3 separate regions of the Macaca mulatta genome follow, and all the other regions are linked to region 1. Evidence: chromatin contacts called from public Hi-C data. All regions are on one chromosome and are shown on one strand. Each heading gives the region's core, a stretch centred on a gene start, on an enhancer-like site or on the middle of the called end of the contact. The rest is flanking DNA. Distances are from core to core; before and after follow the strand shown.

Region 1 (4,102 bases), core at 940-3,439:
ATAGCCCAGGAGCAATTCTCAATGTTCTAAGCACTCACTGACTGCACCAAGAGAAAGCTAGTGTCCCGCCCCACAGAAATGCCTTCACAGCATTACAGCATAACTAATGGTGGGGCCCTTAGCAAGAGGAAATACAAGAACCAATAAGCCGGGTGTGGTGGCTCATGCCTGTAATCTCAGCACTTTGGGGGACTGAGACGGGCAGATAACTTGAGGTCAGGAGTTTGAGACCAGCATGGCCAACATGTCTCTACAAAGAAAACCCCTGTCTCTACAAAAAAAAAACCAAAAGCAAACAAACAAACAAAAAGCCGGGCATGATGGCATATGCCTGTAATCCCAGCTACCCAGGAGGTTGAGGCAGGAGAATTGCTTGAATCCAGGAGGCGGAGGTTGCAGTGAGCCAAGATCGTGCCACTGCATTCCATCCTGGGCAACAGAGCGAGACTCCATCTCAAAAAGAAAAAGAACCAACAAATCAGCTGGATGCAGTGGCTCACGCCTGTAATCCCAGCACTTTGAGAGGTCAAGGCAGGAGGACTGCTTGAGCCCAGGAGCTCAAGACCACCCTGATCAACATAGTGAGAAACCATCCCTACACAAAATTTAAAATACAGCTCTGACGGTGACGTGCGTGTGTAGTCCCAGCTACTCAGGAGGCTGAGGTGGGAGGATCACTTGAGTCTGGGAGGTCAAGGCTGCAGTGAGCATGGTTGCGCCGCCACTGCACTCCAGCCTGGAGGACACAATGAAACCCTGTCTCAAAAAAAAAAAAAAGAACCAACAAGTGACTTCAGTTTCCAGCAGACAACTGAGAAGGATGTTTCCACTACTAAACAGTGTTCACTGACCTTTGTGAAGAGGACTTCTGGTAAACTCCTCTTGGAATTTAGCACCAGGAAAAAGCTTGCTGGGGCTCATGAATCAGTTCTATCCATACATAAACCATGACATCTCATGTTTGCCTCCAGTACCAGCAAGCTCTGAGCTATAGTCAAAGCTCAAATACCACGGTCTTAAATGTTCTGCAACAGTGTAACTGTACATACTTTTTACTGTAAACTACCTCAAATCTTTCTCAGGAATAGGTGCGAGATATGTGTGATAAATAAGTTAGAAGTAAATGTTGATGAGAGGCAAGTGGGTTTAAAAAGAAGCAGCAGAAGCAGGAAACGGGTCCTGCACCTTGGTAGCTGTGTGCCCCTGGATAAGCCCCTTCGTCTCTGAATCTATACTTGCTTATCAGTAAAATGGGGATCCTGATGCCTGACACCGTCCCTAAGTTGAAATGGAAATTGGCTAACACAATGCTATTAAATCCTGGGTCGTCTTATTAAAGACCTCATTCCTTCCTCTCTTCTCTCATACTGGGAGCCCCCCCAGGACTCCCGGGTAGAGGGCGCCGGTCCGGCCTTGAAGCTGGGCTCTCAGGGCCTCACTGCGGGGTCTCTGCAGCCTCGGTCGCTGGCACAAATGCTGGACTGCAGCAGCCGCTGGGGTCCCCTAGGGGACCTGGGCGCCCCTACCTTATCTCTGAGTCCTCCTTAGGGTACTTGTCCACCAGGCTGATGACGTCCAGCACCACTAGCCCCACGCACAGGATCTGCTTCTCTTCCATGAGGCTGATCCCAGAGCTTCCTGCCCGCCCGACTGACGGGTTCCTCCCGGCCTCTGCCTGTTATCCAGGAGGATGGTGTCCTCGCTCCCAGCTGCCCTGGCTCCTCCTCCGCGTGGGAGCTCCTCCTCCAGGGAGCCACCTGCAGCGGCGAGGGGTGCAGGAAACGAAAGGAGCTGGGCCTTTGCTCCCGACACCCGAAGACCCAAGCTGGCCTGGGAAAGCCAACCCGGAGGTCTTGGCCCCCGGTCTTCCCGTAGCAGGTTGCCTGGGCCTGCAGATGGCAACGCCTCCCACTTCTCAGCCTCAGTTTCCTCGCTTGTCAGATGGACTCGGAGCTGATGCAAACCTTTCTAAAGCGCGGCTAAGCGATCTCGAGAATGCAAAGAGAAAATGCGCTGGAAATGCGCTACGTGCCCCGCCCTCTGCTGCACCTGCGTCTCGGACTCCCGACCCTGGGCCCGCGAGGTAGAGCTGGGCCTGCATCTGCAGCCCTGCCTGAAGACCGTGGTCGCGGCTGCCCGGCCCCGCCCGGGTTAGTCCCAGCCGAGGCCACGCCTCCGCCGCGGAGCAGCGGGACCCGCCGGGTGGGCGGCAGCCTCACGTGGCGGGAACGCCGAGCGCCCCCTGGCGGACGCCGGCGAAATGGGCGGGACGCTAGGGAGATGTCGCAGAAGCGGGGCAGGCGCCGCTTGCTGCCTGAGCCAACCGCCAGCAGCCCCGAGCCGGGCGGAGGCGGCGAGCGCAGTGCGGTACCCGGGGTTCCCTCCGGAGGCCACGGTCTCTCCCGCCCCGTGCCCTGTGCACGCCTGGCAGCCCCCGACCCCGTACCGGAGCAGAACGGTTCGTTTAGTTTTTTTTAGAAAAACCAAGTGTCTTTATTCCTGGATCGTTTAGTACGGCGGTGGGCGGCGCCCGCGCGGGGGAGCCTGGAGCCCCAGGGACTCTGCCTGGAGGGCCACTGGAGGGAGCGGAGGGTGCGAGGATCGGCTCTTCCGCAGGCCGGCCCTGGAGGGGTTCCGGAGGTATCGCGCCAGGCCAAAAGTCTCCATGGGCGGCCCCGGGCCTCCCTGAGCCGGCGCGCCCCGGGCCTGGGGAGAGGCCCCTCTGGGCGCGGTGCCGCTGCGGGCCCGGGTGCGGCGCTCGCCCAGGGCTGGGTGCTGCGTCCCAGGCGGGACCCCGGGAGCCTGCCGCCCCCGCTGTCTCTTCAGCCGGCGTAGACACGTCGGGCGGGACCCCAGTCTACGCGTGTTCAAGCTCTGGGTCCCCATAGAGCAGGGCCCCGCTGAAGATGGTGAGCGGCTCCTCCGAGTGCGCCAGCTGCCCCATGACCAAGTCGACGCAGACCGTGTCCCCGGCCTGCAGCGGCAGGATGAGGCTGAAGACGCCCAGGGTGCCCGGGCTGGGCTGGCTCTCGGCCACCGGCTTATTCTCCAGGCCCTCGGGCTCGTAGCCGCCGGAGTCTACGCGGGCCACGCCCTGGTTGGAGCGGGACAGCACGGCCTCCACTTTCTCGTGCCGGTGCCCAGTCAGCACCGCGCTCAGCAAGTAGCGTCCGGCCAGTGGCGCTGTGAACACGCCTGGGAACAAGGATAGCAGTCAGGGGGGCCAGGGAAGCTCCGGGGAGCGCACCAGAACTCCTGGACTCTGGAGGGACCCGCTGGGTCTTTTCCCCTCACTGGAATGCAAGCAGCAGGGAACTTGGGGCTTTGTTCACTATGCATCCCCAGCCCTTAAAACAGTGCCTGGGCAGGAGCAGACCCCAGTAGAGATCTGCTGAATGAATGAATGAATGAATGACTACTACTTCTCCCCACTGGCTGAGAATGAATAAATGAAGAAAGAGCCGAGGTCTCCCCAAATCAGAGAATGAAAAGATTCACACTGTCGGAAGAGGCAAGAATGGGAAGATAACACTGCACACCTTACCCATTTCTCCAACTGTTCAACCCAGCCCCTCCCAGGCCTACCTGTCTCTGGATCATAATAGCCTCCATCATTGAGCAGGACTCTGTCGAAGGGGACCGTGCCTGGTTCAGACCGGGGCAAACTCAGGGCAGCTGAAAATGCCACTCGGGGCACAGGGGCTGCTGGTGCCCCCTCCACTCCTGAGCAGGAAGGGTGGGTGTTAAAGGGGATGCTCAGGGCAGAGTGCCAGCCCCCTTCCCCTGCTGGATCCCCAGCCCAGGGCTGCCCGAGGACCTCCATCCTCCAACCCCTAGTCGCTTCTCCCCCAAGAATCAAATGAAAGGCACTCACCCTGTTCACCTTGAGGACCTGTGAGAAGAGGAAAGGGAGCAGTGAGAAGTAAAGCAGCTCTCACTAAGTCACTCAGCAAACATCTGCTGAGGCTCTCCTGTTGTGCTGGGTGCTACATGGACTTCAAAGAAGGAATTGGGGTATCAAGAAAAATAGGAATAGGTAGGGTCCATTCTGTTCAACTGCTGGGCCATCCCAGCTTTTCACACCCCAGTCAGCCATAATAGA
Region 2 (4,102 bases), core at 813-3,312, 53 kb after region 1:
GCTGCAATTCTGCTGCACCCACATCTTTAAGTATGGAACAGGACAGCTGAAAATGCTGATCTCAAGGCCCTATCCTCTCAGGCTCTCCACATGTTTAAGAGGAAAACAGAGGGCCAGGCGCAGTGGCTCACACCTGTAATCCCAGCACTTTGGGAGGCCAAAGTGGGTGGATCACCTAAGGTCAGGAGTTTGAGACCAGCCTGGCCAACACAGTGAAACCCCGTCTCTACTAAAAATACAAAAATTAGCCAGGCGTGGTGGCACGCACCTGTAATCCCAGCTACTTGGGAGGCTGAGGCAGGAGACAGAGGTTGCAGTGAGCTGAGATCACGCCACTGCACTCCAGCCTGGGCGACAGAGGGAGATTCTATCTCAAAAAAAAAAAAAAAAAAAAAAAAAGGAAAACAGAGGACAAGATAGAAAATGAAAGATCAGTATTTCCACAGGACAGAGAATCATAACCAGTTTCTCCATCTCCTCCCTGGTGTTCCTGGGTCTTCAAGGCTTTCCTCTTACCAATCCATGTTTCCCTATAAATTTTCCATTTCCTTTCTATTCTAGCTGCAGGCATTCTGTTCCCCTGGGGTTTCCATCTTCTCCTGAACTCCTGCTCTCAACCCTTAAGTGTTCCTCCAATTTCATAGGATCTCAGCTGTCCATCCGCCTCCTCCTCTCATCTTCTCTACATCTCAAGCCCCCATTCTTTCTGCGTGTCATGTCTAGGCACACTCACAGCTTTCAGTGCTTCCTCCAGGCTGCGGAAGCGGCCCTGCTTCTGGTTTTGGTTGGGAAGAGTTGCCACCTTCTTTGGCTGCTTCTTGTTCCCTGGTTTCTTAGGCTCCACAGCAGGGGGTGGGACCTGCTCCTTATTCTGCCGCTTCATGATATTCTCAAAGCCCCGCTCATAAAGGGTGCTTGTGGTCTGGATTGGAGCTGAGGTGAAGATAGGTAGAGAAAGGCAGGCCACCCTTGAGTCCCCAAGGCCTCACCTATCAGTGGTCCCTTTCCCCACACTGCCACCTAATTAATCTCCAGGGAAGAGCCTGTCTCAAAGCCCCTTCCTCTTGGGCTGCTTAAAGAGCAGGGCAGGGTGTTCTCCTGGTAGTTTCTTTCGTTACAGCTCTTGAGTCTATGGGCTCTTTCATAAAGATGGGGCAGTTCTTTATTAGACAAATCAGAGTATGTAGGAACAAGCAGAGAGGCTGGATATAGAGGTCTGCCTTATTCGGTGAGTGGCTACTAGTCTGGAAAGGCAGGCTTTTTCCATCTTGGTCCTACCCTAACGCCTCTTGGTTCCGACATGACAACTCTATAATCAACAAGTGGCAATCTTTCTCCACTCCTCAGTGGAAGAACCAGGTGTCACTTATAATTCCTGGTGAGTGTTGAGTGTGTGGCACTCATTTCTCCCACTGCTTGGCCTCCTGTCCCTTCCTCCATGACTGGTTACTTAAAGAGGGGGCACTGTGTATAATGATCCAGAGTGCCTCTTCCCAGCTCAGACACCTGCCCAGGGAGGCCGGCTAGGTTCCTGGGCAGCTGGGAGAGTGTGTGCAGTGAACTGAGAGTCTGAGGACCGGAATCCTGGCCCCTCTGACACATGACCCTGGCCAGGGTGTCCAACTTCACTGGGCCTCAGTTTACTCATCTGGGAGGTAAGGACCGCAACCTCCCCTGGAGCTGTCCGCCTCCCGTAAGGCTCCAAAAAGACAAAGCAAGGGTGGCGCTCCGGGATGTGCCTGCGAGCTCGCGCCCAGGTTCTGGGAGCGGCTCGCTGCGACCCTGCCGGACAGGCCCTGGGTACGCGCCAGGCAGGGTGGGTACTCACGGGTCAGGTCGTATTTCCACACTCCATTTGCTTCCCCGAGCGCCCGGCGGTTCCCGCCGCCGCCTCGGCCGCCAGCGCCGGCCCCAGGCCGCCGGCCCTTCTTCACCACCTCCCAGCGCCCCACGCCCGCCGTCTTGGCCGCCATGGCTCGGAGCCCTCCCGCCTCGGCCACTTCCCCTGCTTTCCGGCCCGGCGCTGGCGCGCCGCACTCTGCCACGTCTCCTCGCAGGACCGCGCGCCCGGCGCCCAGCGCCCGCCGCAAGGCAGCCTGGGACTTGTAGTCCCTCTCCTGGGCCGGGCTCTTTCGGGCGAGGAGCGACTGGAAGAGGCTCCCGTGGCAGCCTGCGGTCCCCGTCCAGGCGAAGAGGCCGGAAGGAGAGGAGATTCCCTTCTGAGAACGTTCACTGAGCGCCGATGTGAACGCCACGGCATCGAGAGACTTGGTAGAACTGTTTCTGTTTTTGTTTCCTTTATTGATCAATTGATTGATCGATTGATTGACAGGGTCTCGCTCTGTCGCCCAGGCTGGAATGCCCAGGCTGGAATGCAGTAGCGCGACCCCAGCTCACTGTAACCTCCGCCTCCCAGGTTTAAGCGACTCTCGTGCCTCAGCCTCCCGAGTAGCTGGGACTACAGGCTCCCGCCGCCACGCCCAGCTAATTTTTGTATTTTTGGTAGAGACGGGGTTTCGCCATGGTGGCTAGGCTGGTCTCGAACTCCTGACCTAAAGTGATCCACCCGCCTCGGCCTCCCAAAGTCCTGGGATTACAGGCGTGAGCTGCGGCGCCCAGCCACTGCTTTTCTTTCCTTTCTGGTACAGCTGGAAGGATGGGATGGAAGTAGTGCTCCTCATCTCTGGGGAGAGTTTGAAGATTGAATGCTTCCTTTCTTCTAGGAAAGTGCTGGCTTTACTGCTGCTAGTGATTAAACTTCGGGTTTAATGGGCTATACAAATCTATTGCCAAAGAACAAGGAAGAGGATGGAGGCTTGAGGAAAGGGCAGAGTGTTGGGGAGCTGGGGTAGGAAGTGGAGAATGGAGAATACTTCTTTTATTTTTATTTTTATTTTTTGAGACAGGATCTTGCTTTGTCACCCAGGCTGGAGTTCAGTGGCACGATCACAACTCACCGCAGCCTCGACTTCCAGGGCTCGGTTGATCCACCGCCACGGATCACCTGACCCACCACCACGCCCGGCTAATCTTTGGTATTTTTTGTAGAGACAGGGTTTTGCTGTGTTGCCCAGGCTGATCTCAAACTCCTGGGCTCAGTGATCCACCCTCCTCAGCCTCCCAAAGTGCTGGGATTACAGGAGTGAGCCACTGCTCCTGGCCTCCGAGTTCTTCTCATGGAGGCTGAGAAAAGTTTGGGGGTCTGGGACAGCTAGGGCCGGGTTTCCCCTTCCAGGCAATGGGAAAGAACAGGCTCTGCCTCCCACCACAAGAGTCAGTCCCAAGTTCCAGATGTGTCAGGGAAGCGATGGAGAGCCCCAGACTTGAGGCATTTGCAGACAGGTTCCTGCTCAGACATCCATGTGGAGGGTGTTAGTATCTTGGGAGCCTTCAGAACCTTGAAGCATGCCAGCAGAGGAGAATGAGGGAAGAGAAAATCGAAGTGACTTATCACAATTAAAGAAATGTGCTATTTCATATACAACTGTGTGTGAGGATGAGATTCCTATCTGCCATACTGAGGTATTATGGTAAGAACTATGAGAGTCCAAATTCCTACAGGATGAACAGCTGAGGGAGTGATGAATTCTTTAGGAAGGAGATTAGCTTCTGGAAGGAGACAGCAGCTGAGATGGGTTCTGAGAAATAGAATTTTCATTGGTTCGCTGGGCGCCGTGGCTCACACCTGTAATCCCAGCACTTCAGGAGGCCGAGGTGGGTATCACTTGAGGTCACCAGCCAGGCCGACATGGTGAAACCCCGTCTCTACTAAATACAAAAAATTAGCTGGGCATGCTGGCACATACCTATAATCTCAGCGGCTTAAGAGGCTGAGACAGGATAATCGCTTGAACCTGGGAGGTAGAGGTTGCAGTGAGCCCAGACTGTGCCACTGCACTCCAACCTGGGCAACAAAAGCTAAACTCCATCTCAAACCCCAAACAACAAAACAACAACAACAAAAAACAAAATTGAATTTTCACTGGCTGAGGATTAGGGTGGGTGGAGAGAAAATGCCAGTTGTGTGGATCTGTTGATGTAAAACAAAGGCCTAGAGGGTTGGTAAACTGGAAGCAGTTCAATGGGACAATGCTTGATGGGA
Region 3 (4,102 bases), core at 727-3,226, 35 kb after region 1:
GTAGAACCATGACCTGAGGACCAGAGTAAGAGAGAGGTATGTGGAAGGGTTGGAGATAGGATCTGTGGGAGAGCTGGAGCCAGCCAAACTGGGACAGGGCTATTTGGCAAGCAGAAAGGAGGGAGGACGGGTCAGAAGAGGACAGGTAGCATGCTGCTATGAACAGGTAAGGCACAGGGCTAACTGAAGCATGGGTTTGGAGCCTTCTTCCACCCTCCATTTCGTTCCATATACCTGTTCCCATTCTCAAATTCCGTTTCAGCACAGTCTGGTCGGGTCCACACATTGAATTCATAGTCAGGGGAAGAGGCAATGCCACTGGTCAGGGCTGACGCCCCACCTCCTACCCCTTCCCCATCAATGGACAAAGATTCCACCTTCTCCACGTGGGCTAGATTCCCTGAATCAAAGCGAGAACTGAACAGCAATCCCCCACAGCGCAGCTCCATGGTGGGGCTGGGAAAGCATCCTCTTGCCCCGCTCTGGCCCTGAGAGCTGGGGAAAAACAGGGTTAGGTTAAAGAGGAAAGGGAAGAGTTTTCTGGGTATCTCTGGATAAATAAGAGCTATTCTTAGGGAGTGCCCTATGAAACAAAAGGCTCTCTCCATCTTAGAAAACACAGAAGTGGTCTTCCAGCAAAGGCCAAGAGAGAGCAGCACTCTGTACTTCAACACTAAGGGTTGTAAATGACCTAAAGGGACCACATTTTACTTTAGCTTGGCTGTTCCCAAATAAAACACAGTGGCTTAACTATGTTGAAAAATACTAAACTCTCAGCTGCTTTGCAGCCCAAAGATTAGAGAATATAATCAGAGAGGTCGGATTTCCCAAACCTAGCCAAGATACACTCACCACCATACATGGCCACCTTTAGAGATGGGCCGTTCTGGATCTCTGGCTCTGCACTCTCCAGCACAGAGCAGAGAGAGGAACGGAGGTTCTGAGTGTAAATGGGTAGTCCTCTCTCCAGCCTCTGTCCTCAAGTACTGAGCGGACATTCTCGTGTTGCTCCCCTGAGCCCTGTAAGGGCTGGTTCTTCCTTTTTTGTTACTACCTTATGCCTAGTATGGAGGAAAATTATAACAGCGTGGCCTCTGCCAAGCCAAAGGCTACTGGGCTCACCTAGCGACAGGAGCTCCATTCCAGCCAGGGCATGGGGATGTTTCCAAACCCTTCCGCCCCGTAAGCACTGCACCCTGCGAAAGCTACCCTAGTAGTTGTGGATGAGTAATGGGTGTTCTGAGCACCCCTAAAAGAGGTGGGCTGCTAGAGTACCACTCGGGGGCAGGAGGCTGGCTTCTCCACCCTCGACTCGCGGGGAACCGTTCACACCGAGCGGGCTTGTCCTGGGCAGGGTGGGACTGGGAGGCATGGGAGGGGTCGAGACGACCTCCCGCGGCAGGGGGTTGGGCAGGGAGGGCCTAGGAGTCAGAGGTGAGGCCACGGAGCTGCGCGGGGTTGGCACCGCGGAAGCCAGGGCGGGGGAGGGGGGCGGGGGCGGGGTGGCCTTCGAAGGGCTTGGGCTGAAGGGGCTGAGAGAAGGGGGCGGGGCCGGGGCTGGCGGGGCCGGGGCTGGCGAGGCCCGTAGTCCGCGCAGAGCCCCTCACCTCTCTCCGGGCCGGTGATCCCGCTCCCTCTCCCGCTAGCGAGGCCGCACCTCGGGCCCCGGCACCCGGGCCCTCCACCCGGGCCCCCAAAAACACCCGAGCGCCGCGGTGCCGGGACCCCGCTCTGCCAGGAAACAAGAAGTCTCTCGCCTATTGGCCGCGGCTGCAGCTGGCGACCCGCCCAGTAAAGCTCACTACCATTGGTCAGCTCGCAGGGTTCCTCGCACGTTAGTGGGTACCTGAGCGAGTGTCGTTTGGGGACTGGCGGCCAGGCGCGGCCGGAGGATTCTAGCGGCGTCTTCCCGGAAGACGGTTAACGGCCTGCCTGCCAGGAGGCGGGAAAGATAAAGTGGCAGAAACTGGGACTCAACTGCGAAATAAAAACATCGTGTGAAGCTCCTTATCGCTTAACAGTCTTGTATCTCTAAAATGAAACACCTTGCCCATTGCGCTGGGGATCCCTCCATTTTGTGTTCTCTAGTGTGAGAGACGCAAAATGCGAAGTGGAGGATGCGGGCATCGATCCCGCTACCTCTCGCATGCTAAGCGAGCGCTCTACCATTTGAGCTAATCCCCCGCCTGCTGCTGGTTTCTTTCCCTTTGCCTTACAGGTTCACTGCACAGTTCACTGACCAGCGGATCAACCGCAGTTCAGGACATTTATTTAGCATAGTATCATCCATATGCAAGATTCTAAAAGTCAGGCATATAATTGTGTGCTTAAGCAGAAAACCTTATTCTAAAACACGTTACCACATTTACACTGAACGCACAAAGAGCGTTACCGTATACTACATACTACTGTGAGTCCTTTGGTCTAAGAGCAGTACTCATGCTAAGTCACAGGAGGCCTCTAAGCCTTTCCCTTTGAGACAATTTAATTAAATTGAGGCTAAAAATGGTACACGAAGTCCTTCGAGCCGGAATCGAACCAGCGACCTAAGGATTACCACAGTTCCATCCACTACAGTCCTCCGCTCTACCAACTGAGCTATCGAAGGCTCCGCTGTGATAAGGTGTTGCTGACAGCCCTCTAATACCACAATCTCATCCAGCCATGACCACTGACTTCTCCCGCTAAAGGAACCTGCTGGGGCCTCACAGAGCTGAAGAAGACGGACTCCCAAAGGCAAGGAAAGGAAGCTGCCCAAAGTTCGGGTTCTCAGCCCAGAACGAAGGCCACACCGGCCCTGAGCTTCCCGGCTTTTTAACAAAATGCTCCCAACGCCCCGCGGTCGTTTCTCCAGGATCGCGAACGCCCAGCCCGCCGCCGCCTCCTGGAGCTCCGGGGCAGCGCTTGTGCCGCGGTGCCTGCACTCACGGAGCTTTGCGACCGCGACGCGCAAACCCTGCTCGAGAGCCGATGGGCCACTTTGGCTGCTCCTGCTCCACATTTCCCTCGGCTTCTCCGGGTGTGTTCTCCTGACGCGAAGGACATTCGCTCGGCCAATTAACTCAGGTTTTGTCAGGCTCTATTCATCCTGACCAGTGCAAGAGACGGCGACCGCGGGGCGCTGCAGGCTTCGGCGCGGCGCGGGATCCGGCGGCGCCGACCCCCATGGGCCGCCCTGGGATCGCGGGCCTGGCTGCGTGGCCCGAAGGCTCGGGGAGGGGGCTACGCGCCGGGAGAGGGCGGCGGGGCTGCAGCACAAGCTTTCCTGCCCTAGGAAGCGCTCGCAAGCCTGGAGGATTCCCCTGCGGTAGACCTGGGATGGTGGGGGGCGCGCGGCCCGGTGGGTCCCTGAAGCCTCCGAGACCCATGTGAGGTCGGGGTCGGGGCGGCCTTGCAGTGCCCGGCACAGGCCACTGGTCTCCCTTGTGGGTTTTTGCACAGGTCCGTTTACTCTCGGAAATCTTGGGTTCCCCAGGGCCGGGGAAGGGTCTTCTGCCCCGTCTGGGGCCTCTCCCCCGGCACTGTGGATGTCTAAGTGTCCTGCGTGGGGTCAAGGAGTGACCCCACGGGTTCCCCCTTCTCTGTCACTAGCCAGCTCACACCTTCGCCTGTCTTTTCCGTGTGTTTTTTCCACAGTCTTTTGCTCACCGGGTTTTCAACAACAGATATAAACCTAAACCTCAACTCCTCTGTGAAGCCCTGCTTGGTCGTCCTGTGGGGTGGGTCTGCCGGGAGACCTGGCCTCAATTTCCAGCTCTGAGCCAACGTCCTGTGCTACCTTGAGCCAACATCGCCCGCGAATCCAGGTCTGGTGATGCTTTCTAGCCCCTTGCAGCTCCAACATTTGATGGGTTCTCTCGGGCTGAGCTTTATATCCGAAATTTCTAGATATAAAGGTGTGTCAACATTTAGATAGAAGAATATAGAAGATCTGCATAACTTTTATTATTCATTATCAAAAAATGGCATTCATGGCCAGGCGCGGTGGCTCTCACCTGTAATCCCAGCACTTTGGAAGGCCCAGGCGGGCGGATCGCCTGAGTTCAAGAGTTGGAGACCAGCCTGGCCAACATGGTGAAACCTCATCTCTACTAAAATGCAA

Evidence for each region. Hi-C and Micro-C count contacts between places; a contact is called where the count stands out from the background.
Region 2: a Hi-C map of cortical neurons shows a contact between it and region 1, with 4 times the contacts expected there. The contact joins the promoter of TMEM214 here to the promoter of KHK in region 1. A contact is called at or near these places in 4 of 14 Hi-C or Micro-C datasets (CD4 T cells, blood, cortical neurons and 1 more).
Region 3: a Hi-C map of liver shows a contact between it and region 1, with 2.1 times the contacts expected there. The contact joins the promoter of AGBL5 here to the promoter of KHK in region 1. A contact is called at or near these places in 4 of 14 Hi-C or Micro-C datasets (CD4 T cells, blood, fetal cortex germinal zone and 1 more).

The regions. Positions count from the first base shown.
Region 1 is chr13:97,912,285-97,916,386 of T2T-MMU8v2.0, forward strand. It overlaps KHK (ketohexokinase), which reads right to left and starts at 2,190. Exons shown (of 8, transcript XM_077959977.1): 1 at 1,527-2,190. The coding sequence starts at 1,618. It overlaps EMILIN1 (elastin microfibril interfacer 1), which reads right to left. Exons shown (of 8, transcript NM_001260908.1): 6 at 3,875-3,892; 7 at 3,586-3,723; 8 at 2,499-3,195. The coding sequence ends at 2,858.
Region 2 is chr13:97,965,778-97,969,879 of T2T-MMU8v2.0, forward strand. It overlaps TMEM214 (transmembrane protein 214), which reads right to left and starts at 2,063. Exons shown (of 16, transcript XM_077959939.1): 1 at 1,829-2,063; 2 at 734-933. The coding sequence starts at 1,973.
Region 3 is chr13:97,947,131-97,951,232 of T2T-MMU8v2.0, forward strand. AGBL5 (AGBL carboxypeptidase 5) reads right to left here and starts at 1,977. Exons shown (of 16, transcript XR_003721820.2): 1 at 1,847-1,977; 2 at 235-495; 3 at 1-13. TRNAA-AGC (transfer RNA alanine (anticodon AGC)) reads right to left here and starts at 2,184; the gene lies at 2,112-2,184. It overlaps TRNAY-GUA (transfer RNA tyrosine (anticodon GUA)), which reads right to left and starts at 2,608; the gene lies at 2,519-2,608. LOC144333855 (a long non-coding RNA gene) reads left to right here and starts at 3,330. Exons shown (of 3, transcript XR_013402950.1): 1 at 3,330-3,368; 2 at 3,637-3,806.